Linked DNA regions of Mus musculus: region 1 is linked to region 2. A link is a contact called in public HiChIP or PLAC-seq data. All regions are on one chromosome and are shown on one strand. Each heading gives the region's core, a stretch centred on a gene start, on an enhancer-like site or on the middle of the called end of the contact. The rest is flanking DNA. Distances are from core to core; before and after follow the strand shown. Region 1 holds the start of Uck2 (uridine-cytidine kinase 2). Region 2 has its middle 3.4 kb from the start of Gm39694.

Evidence for each region. HiChIP or PLAC-seq counts read pairs in DNA pulled down with a chosen protein or histone mark.
Region 1: a contact with region 2 is called in an H3K4me3 HiChIP or PLAC-seq map of bone marrow-derived macrophages, with 4 times the contacts expected there. The contact joins the promoter of Uck2 here to the enhancer-like site in region 2. A contact is called at or near these places in 1 of 39 promoter capture datasets (the C10 cell line), 10 of 115 datasets of contacts at active chromatin or transcription factors (SST interneurons, astrocytes, bone marrow-derived macrophages and 6 more) and 1 of 9 other capture datasets (liver).

What each region holds. Positions count from the first base shown.
Region 1 is chr1:167,283,843-167,287,651 of GRCm38.p6, reverse strand. Uck2 (uridine-cytidine kinase 2) reads left to right here and starts at 2,525. Exons shown (of 7, transcript NM_030724.3): 1 at 2,525-2,876. The coding sequence starts at 2,778.
Region 2 is chr1:166,427,415-166,431,077 of GRCm38.p6, reverse strand. No RefSeq gene overlaps it. Among named protein-coding and RNA genes, the nearest start is that of Gm39694, 3.4 kb to the left of the region's middle. Within about 2 kb of position 1,362, at least 26 of the 459 cell types and tissues checked have an H3K27ac peak or open chromatin away from gene starts, as enhancers often do. A contact at or near this core is called in bone marrow-derived macrophages, where this site is marked.

The DNA.
Region 1 (3,809 bases), core at 1,276-3,775, 860 kb before region 2:
ACTCACAGATCAGTTTGCCTCTGCCTACCAAGGGCTGAGATTAAAGGTGTTTGTCACTATACCCAGCCTGCATATATTGTTTATTGTAAGATATTTCAAATACATTTAATGTGTGTGTGTTAAAATATGGAAACATCTAGGTGTGGAGATTTTGGAAAAGTTCATGGTGTGGCCCTTGCTTTCTTTCCTCTTCCTCTTAGCTAGCTACCTACTAATCTGCGGACTCATCGAACTCCAGATTCCAACAAGCCTCACACTGCGCTATAAATAGAGTTCTGCAAATCCTTGAAGACTGTTATATTTCTTTTGCAGAGAATAGACTTTTGGGAGAAGTCAACCCACCCACACTGTCTCTGCTGGGGAATGGAGTGAGGGCTAGCCAGCCTCTCCCAGATGTCGCTGATGGACACCAGGCAACCACTCGGATCTTGGTTTCCTGAGGATGAAGTTTGGTGTTGATGTGACATAAAATATCTCAGAAGAGAACATGTGTAAGCAAGACAAGGTGGTGGAGACTGTGGGATCTGGAAGGTCCATTTCAGCTATTTAGGGAGTAACAGGGTCAGCCTGGGTTACATAAGATCCTATCTCAAAAGAACAAAACAAAGAGTGCTGTCTTCTCCCCCCAAGTCCCAAGATTTCTCTGTGCAGCCTTGACTGTCCTGGAACTCAGAGATTTGCCTGCCTCGGCTTCCTAAGTGTTGGGGTTAAAGGCATCTGCCAACAATACCCAGCTAAATCCTTGGTGTTTTTCCACTAAAGAATTGGAAGTTTCTTATTTCCTTTTTGTTTTTTGAAGTCAGTAAGAGAGAAGATGCACTATATCACGTTGGACTGATTCGTTACTCTTTAACGATGTTTTCAAAAACAAGAAAGTGTGTTAGACTTAAAATTTTTTATTTCTTTTTAAACTTAAAAATTGTAGCACAGTGGTGGCTGCACATACCTTTACTCCCAGGACTCTCTCAGGAGGCAGAGGCAGGAGGATCTCTGTGAGTTTGAGACCAGCCTGGTTTATAGAGTTTCAGGATACAGAGAAACCCTGTCTTGGAAAAGAAACAAAAACAAAACAAACAAAAAAACCCAAACAAAACCCTGTTTTATGTATATAGGCGTTTTGCCTGCATGTATATCTGTGCACCAGTGTTCCTGGTGGAAGCAGGGCCAAGAAGTGGGCATCAGATCCCCTGAAGCTGCCAAGTGAGTGACGGGAATTGGACCCACATACCTCTGGACAAGCAGCCAGTGTTTTTGTTGTTGTTGTTGTTATTGTTGTTGTTGTTGTTGTTATTGTTTTTGATTTTTCGAGACAGGGTTTCTCTGTATAGCCCTGGCTGTCCTGGAACTCACTTTGTAGACCAGGCTGGCCTCGAACTCAGAAATCTGCCTGCCTCTGCCTCCCAAGTGCTGGGATTAAAGGTGTGCAGAGGCAGGTGGATTTCTGAGTTCAAGGCTAGCCTGGTCTACAGGTTTCTGGTTCTAGGACAGCCAGGGCTATATAAAGAAACTCTGTCTCGAACCCCCCCCCAAAAAAAAAGAGGTTCAGAGTTCAGAGAAGCGGAGATTCTAGTACTACCTTTCAGGTGTGCCCAGCAAAACTGCCCTTTCTGGTTCCTTTAGGAGTCTTTTCAAGCCCCAATACTCTACAGTGATATTCAGGCATTGTTCTAAAAACTTTACCTATGATAATTCATTTTAGCCCATCAAAAATCCTAGCGTGTATCATTTTTATTTTCATTTAATAGAGCACTGAGGCACATTGGCCTTGCTTATGGAACTTGATGTGAATGAAGACATCTGGCTCCCGCGGTGAAGACTCCTTTTTAGTCTCCATTTGGTACTGTTTTCCTAACTAAGTGACAAATTGCCTGCCTCTAATAAACTAGGTCAGTTAAAGTCATCAATGAATGGAAATGGCATTGTTATGTTTCTATTTTCATTAACCCTAGCTCCACGGGAATGTCAGTACTGCGGAGCTAGGATGGTGTGGAAGGGCACTGGTTTTTCAGGGAGGAGTAACCGTCCCCGAGTCACCCTTCTTTTAGGGAGTCACATGAGGACAGACCTGCTAAGGAAAATGGCACTTGGGGGTTTCCAAGACAGGAACTCTCTTAAGCCGAGCGGGTGACACACTATTTTGGCACACGGAGGGTGGGAAGGGAGTCTCTGAAAACACAAGTTTCAGTGAGGATGAAGGGTCTAGGCATTAATTCTCCATCTTCATATTCCCAGCCTTTTCCAGTTTTGCGTCTCAAACCTCCAGTCTCTGCTCTGCTCTGGCAGTCTCTTCTAGCTTTTGATCTCTTTTGAAATAGGACGCAGAGTGGCGCATTAAGACGCTGACCTAGCCGGTTTCTTCACCCCTCCACCCCACCCCCCGCTCCGTCCCAGAAAGGGTTAATCCGGCGGGTGGGGAGGGGAGTGGCGCTCACACCTTTCCCAGAGACCTCGGGCGGCGGCGGGGCCCGGGCGGGGCGGAGGCTGGGGCCAGACTCCTGGCGAATAGCAGCGCGCAGCCCGCCCGGATTGGAGCAGCCTCATCACGCTGACCTCTGCCTGGGATGTAAACCCCACGGGCCGCCACGGGCACAGGAGAGCTCTCGGCACCTCCGGGAAAGCCACCTCGGCCTCCCCCGCGCCCGGGCTCCAGCCGCGGCCGGCCCAGCCTCGACCTCAGCAGCGACCAGCTGCTCCTGCGAGGAGCCGAGCGAGCCCGGTCGCGGGCGGGGAGCGTGCGTCGGTTCGCACAGGCTGCGAGAGGAGGGGCGGCGCGAGTCATGGCCGGGGACAGCGAGCAGACCCTGCAGAACCACCAGCAGCCCAACGGCGGCGAGCCCTTCCTGATCGGCGTGAGCGGGGGCACGGCCAGCGGGAAGGTAAGAGTCCGCGCGCCCTGCTCGCACGGCGGGCGGCGCATGTGGCCGGCGCCCGCGGGCCGTGTCAGTTGCAGCCTGCCACCGCGTGGCCCGCGGGATCCTCGTTCCGGGCCGCCGCGCTCCGGCGCCGCCAGACCCCGCGCAGGCTCGGTGCGCGGCGTTGGGGACCAGCGGGGGGACCCGGGCGACCGAGGGTCCAGGATGCGGGTTCCTCCTACAAGTCCCCCGCAGGGATGGTGCGCTCCCTCGCTGGTTCCCGGCGGCGGCTGTGACTCGTGGTCAGGGTCTTGTGGGGGAGGGGCGGAAAGCGGATGCTTATTGTTTTGCAAGTCGGGTGTAAGGACCCGGCTTTCGGGGCTTCCCTCGGAGCCCCGGTACGCTCCTCCGCCCGGCTTGGCCCTGGCCCCGGCCCAAGCCTGTGGGCTGCGAGGCTGGCCGGGATGCGCGAGGTGGCGCGCCCGCTGCCGGGAGCCCACCTGGGGGTTGCAGGGCTTTCCGGGAGAGCCGAAGCTCGATGGGCACAGTCACGGATGGGATGACAGCAGGGGCTGCTGTCTTTTATGCTTAGAAGAGAAAACCGCATCAGTCTCAGTGAGAAAGTTGTACAGGCTCCATGCTCTTCGGTGTCCGGGTCGCTCGCTCCTTGGATCGCAGGGAAGGGGTTACCGAGTCTGACTTTGCGAGGAACCTCTTTCCTTTGTATTTTCTCCTGCACGGCAGCGAGGGGCGACTTGACTTAACCTCGGGTCTTTACTGCAGGTGGAGAAGGGTGGAGCCCTCCCAGATGGTTCTTTCTTTACTCCCCCTCGCTCCCTTTTAGGATGTGGCTGCTTGTTCGCCTGCCGTTTAACAGCCGCCAAGTTCAGTGGGCGCTCGGGCTCCATGAGGGGCGCCCGAGGGAGCTGGGCGCCGCGTGCGGCCGCTGGTGAGGCC
Region 2 (3,663 bases), core at 113-2,612:
CCAACCAAAGAGTACACATGAAGAGACCCATGGCTCCAGCTTCATATGTAGCAGAAGACGGACTTGTCAGACATCAATGGGAGGAGAGGCCCTTGGTCTTGGGAAGGCTGGATGGCCCAGTGTAGGGGAAGGCCAAGGTAGGGAGGCAGGAGTGGGTGGGTGGAATAGGGGGAGGGAGGATGGTATAGGGGGGTTTCAGAGGGGAAACTGGGAAAGGGGATAACATTTGAAATGTAAATAAATAAAATATCCAATTAAAAAAATAACAAGTAAGAAATAGAGTTTCACTATCACTGCCTTCCTTTTTACTGTGAATTTTTCATCTGTCTCCCACACTCAGCCTTTGTTTGGAGAGCAGAGGAAGCTCTCAGCCCTCAGCCCTCCCTTGCTCTGTATGGCACGTGGCTCCGGTCATGGTCCTGTGTCTTCTTTGTTTTCTAAGGCACCTTTCTCCGATGTATAAACTTAGAAAAGGTATGGGAAGACCGAATAGACACCAGGGGCAGAGCTCCTCGCCCTCCAGAGAAAGTCGAATCTGCTGAAGAGGCACTGGGGCCAGGTGGCTGGATGTCAGGACCACATCTGCCTCTTACTATTTGGTATTACCACAGGGAAACTGCTTAATCTACCTTAATGTCAGCTTTCTCATTTATAAAACAGCAAAAGTTGTAAGAGTTAAAAAGATATCAAGGTGTCCTGACTCATCAAAGCGCTTGTCCATCTGACTTGCCAGTATCAGTGTGGGGGAGACTCTGCGCAGACGGAATAGAGACGTTGCAACCTGCATCTCCTCAGCACTTTACATTTCTGGGCAATGTCCAAGAGCCTAAAATGGCTCGGCAAATTTAAGATGATAGTACAAGGATCAGAGACAAGAGGACTTAAGAACCACCTACTGAGTCACCCCAAATGCAAGCCATGATGTGCCAATTCTAACTAAAAATAGGAAGGGGAAGGAAAAAAAAAAAAAACTTGCCTTTGGAAATAAAAAATCTAATCTTACCAACAGTGGCCCAGATCCCTTACTTCCTATTTCTGTTTCCCTTTCCTGTCAGTAAATGATAATAATAGCCTCTGTGCAGTGTGGCTGTGAGATGCAGCCACTCCCTCTTCAAGTCTCCCGCCTTCCCTGGCAGTCTGTTACTCGGGTCATTGAGACTGAAGCCTCCGCCTCTACAAGAGCCACAGCCATGTGTAAGTCCGACAGATCTGGCTTAGCAGCACGCTCTTTTTGCTGTTTACAAGAATTGTGAAGAGTAACAGTATCTCGTGGGTGTCTCAAAACAACACTGCACAAGTAAGAGTGTTTTAATGCAGAAACGAATGGTTAAGAAGTGTCCGTATTCTTAGACTGAGAGCCATTCACAATCGTCTGAAGATCTTGTTTCAAAGAAGCTGCCTCAGTGATCAGCTGCTCTCTCTCATCAGACGGGTTACTCACGTTGAATTTTCTGATATTTGGGTTGGAAATAAAGTCATCACTTTTTAATCTGAAATATTAATTATTAATATTTAATATTTGAAAATCTCTTTATTTTATTTTTTATATTCATTTGTTCTCTCTCTCTCTTTGTGTGTGTGTGTGTGTGTGTGTGTGTGTGTGTGTGTGTGTGTGTGTGTCTGTGTGTCTGTGTGTCTGTGTGTCTGTGTATGTGGAGACCAGAGGACAACCTCAGGGAGCAGGCTCCCTCCTTCCACCACGTGGTCCCAGCGTGGAACTCAGGTGCTCAGGTTTGGCAGTGAGAGCCATCGGAGCCATCTTGGCAGCACAGAAACATCCTCTTTAAAAATGTCTAAATCAAAAAGTAAAAATTGCTTTAACACCCATTCCATCCTGAAAAACAGCTTCAACTGCTGATTGCTGCAAATATAGTTTTGGGGTGCCCTCTAGTGCTGAAATATTGATAATATACCAACCATGGCTCTAGGAAATCTATACTGAACACACCCTCTAGTGTTAGAGTAAGACCAGACTAGGCTCAGGACACACACACAATTATACAAACACACACACACACACACACACACACACACACACACACACACACACACACCACACCACACCACACCACACCACACCACATACCACACCACATATCAGCCCATATAATATAGCCACAAATAAAGCCACAGAGTGAAGTCTGGAATAAACTTCTAATCTGTCCAATAATAGGTGCTTCTATTCAGCTCAAAGGACCATTACCCTACCTAAAAGATAAGGCATCAAAAACTGACCAGAAAGCAATGGATATGTGCAAACTCTTTGACAGAGAATTTAAAATGGCTGGGTCTTTTTGTTTGTTTGTTTTGGTTGTTTTTTGTTTTTTGTTTGTTTGTTTGTTTGGGTTTTGTGGGGGGGGTGGGTTTTTTGTTTGTTTTTTTTTATTTTTGTTTTTCAAGACAGGGTTTCTCTGTGTAGCCCTGGCTGTCCTGGAGCTCATTCTGTAGACCAGGCTGGCCTCGAACTCAACTGCCAGAAGTCATTGAGGAAAGGCTAAAGACAAACAAGTAGGTTTTCTGGAGATGGCCCACTGCTTTGCACAGCTGCAATGGGTAAGCTCTGATTTGCAGGATCTTCAGAGATTTTTATCCCAGGATTTCTTCTTCCTGCTGGTATGCCTTTCCTGTCACTATTACATAGCCTAATGATTCCTGGGTATTAGCCTACCCTGTTGGGCAGATTCCCTGCAGTTCAATAAAGATATCTTATCACGTAATAGTGCTGTGTTGACAAACTGAAATTTTTATAGTTCCTGATACTAGGTTTATGGAATTCCTAAATTTACACAAGTAACTTCTGACTCTCTGAAGAGCTGCAAATAGGGCTCTGTAAACCTTTATGTGTTACAGGCTGATTGCACTAGAATAAGAAAGCAGAAAAGATTGGGACAGATTTATGACCAAGGAAAAACATTCATTTAGGCCAGGTCTAAGGATGAAGTCACAGTTGTCACCAGGCCATGTGAAACTGTTGTTTTGAACTTACAATGAGCTTATAGAATGAAACTCTGCTTTGAACTGATAACACCAACATCCTTCTGTAACGCCCCTTTTGTGTAACATTTCATCTATGAGGTAATTTTTTTAAAAATTGCCTACAAAGGTATAAGAAAGTATAAGAAAGCCAGAGAGAAGAATTAAAGTATGGCTTGGGGGCTCTGCCCCATTCACCAAATGTATATATGTATGTCTGTTTGTCCCTACATACGTGTGTGTGTGTGTGTGTGTGTGTGTGTGTGTGTATAAATATGCATAAGCACTTGTAGAGTTGATGAGATGGGTGGTATGGCCGGAGCAGGGTGTGTGTGTGTGTGCTTGAGTTCTCCCTTTCTTTATTTTCTTTTCTCTATGGTTCATGAAGGGTTACCAAGCTGCAAGCCTCTTGCCTAGCCAGCAGGAGCCTCCTGAGCAGCATTTTTTCTTAAGCCTTTTTTCCTCTTAATTCCCTGATGATGCCAGCAAGAGTTTATTACCAGAAGCCAATGGCTTTTCATCCTAGAAAAGCAAAGAGTTAAGAACGGCAAATATTATTATAAGTAAACAATTTTAGTCCTCGAAAAACTCAGTTTTTGCCCCTGAAATCCGCTAATGCTACCATCGCTATTTTCCTCAATACCTGGTGCTGGGCAGGTTCTGATTTCCATAGGCACCACATGGGTGGTT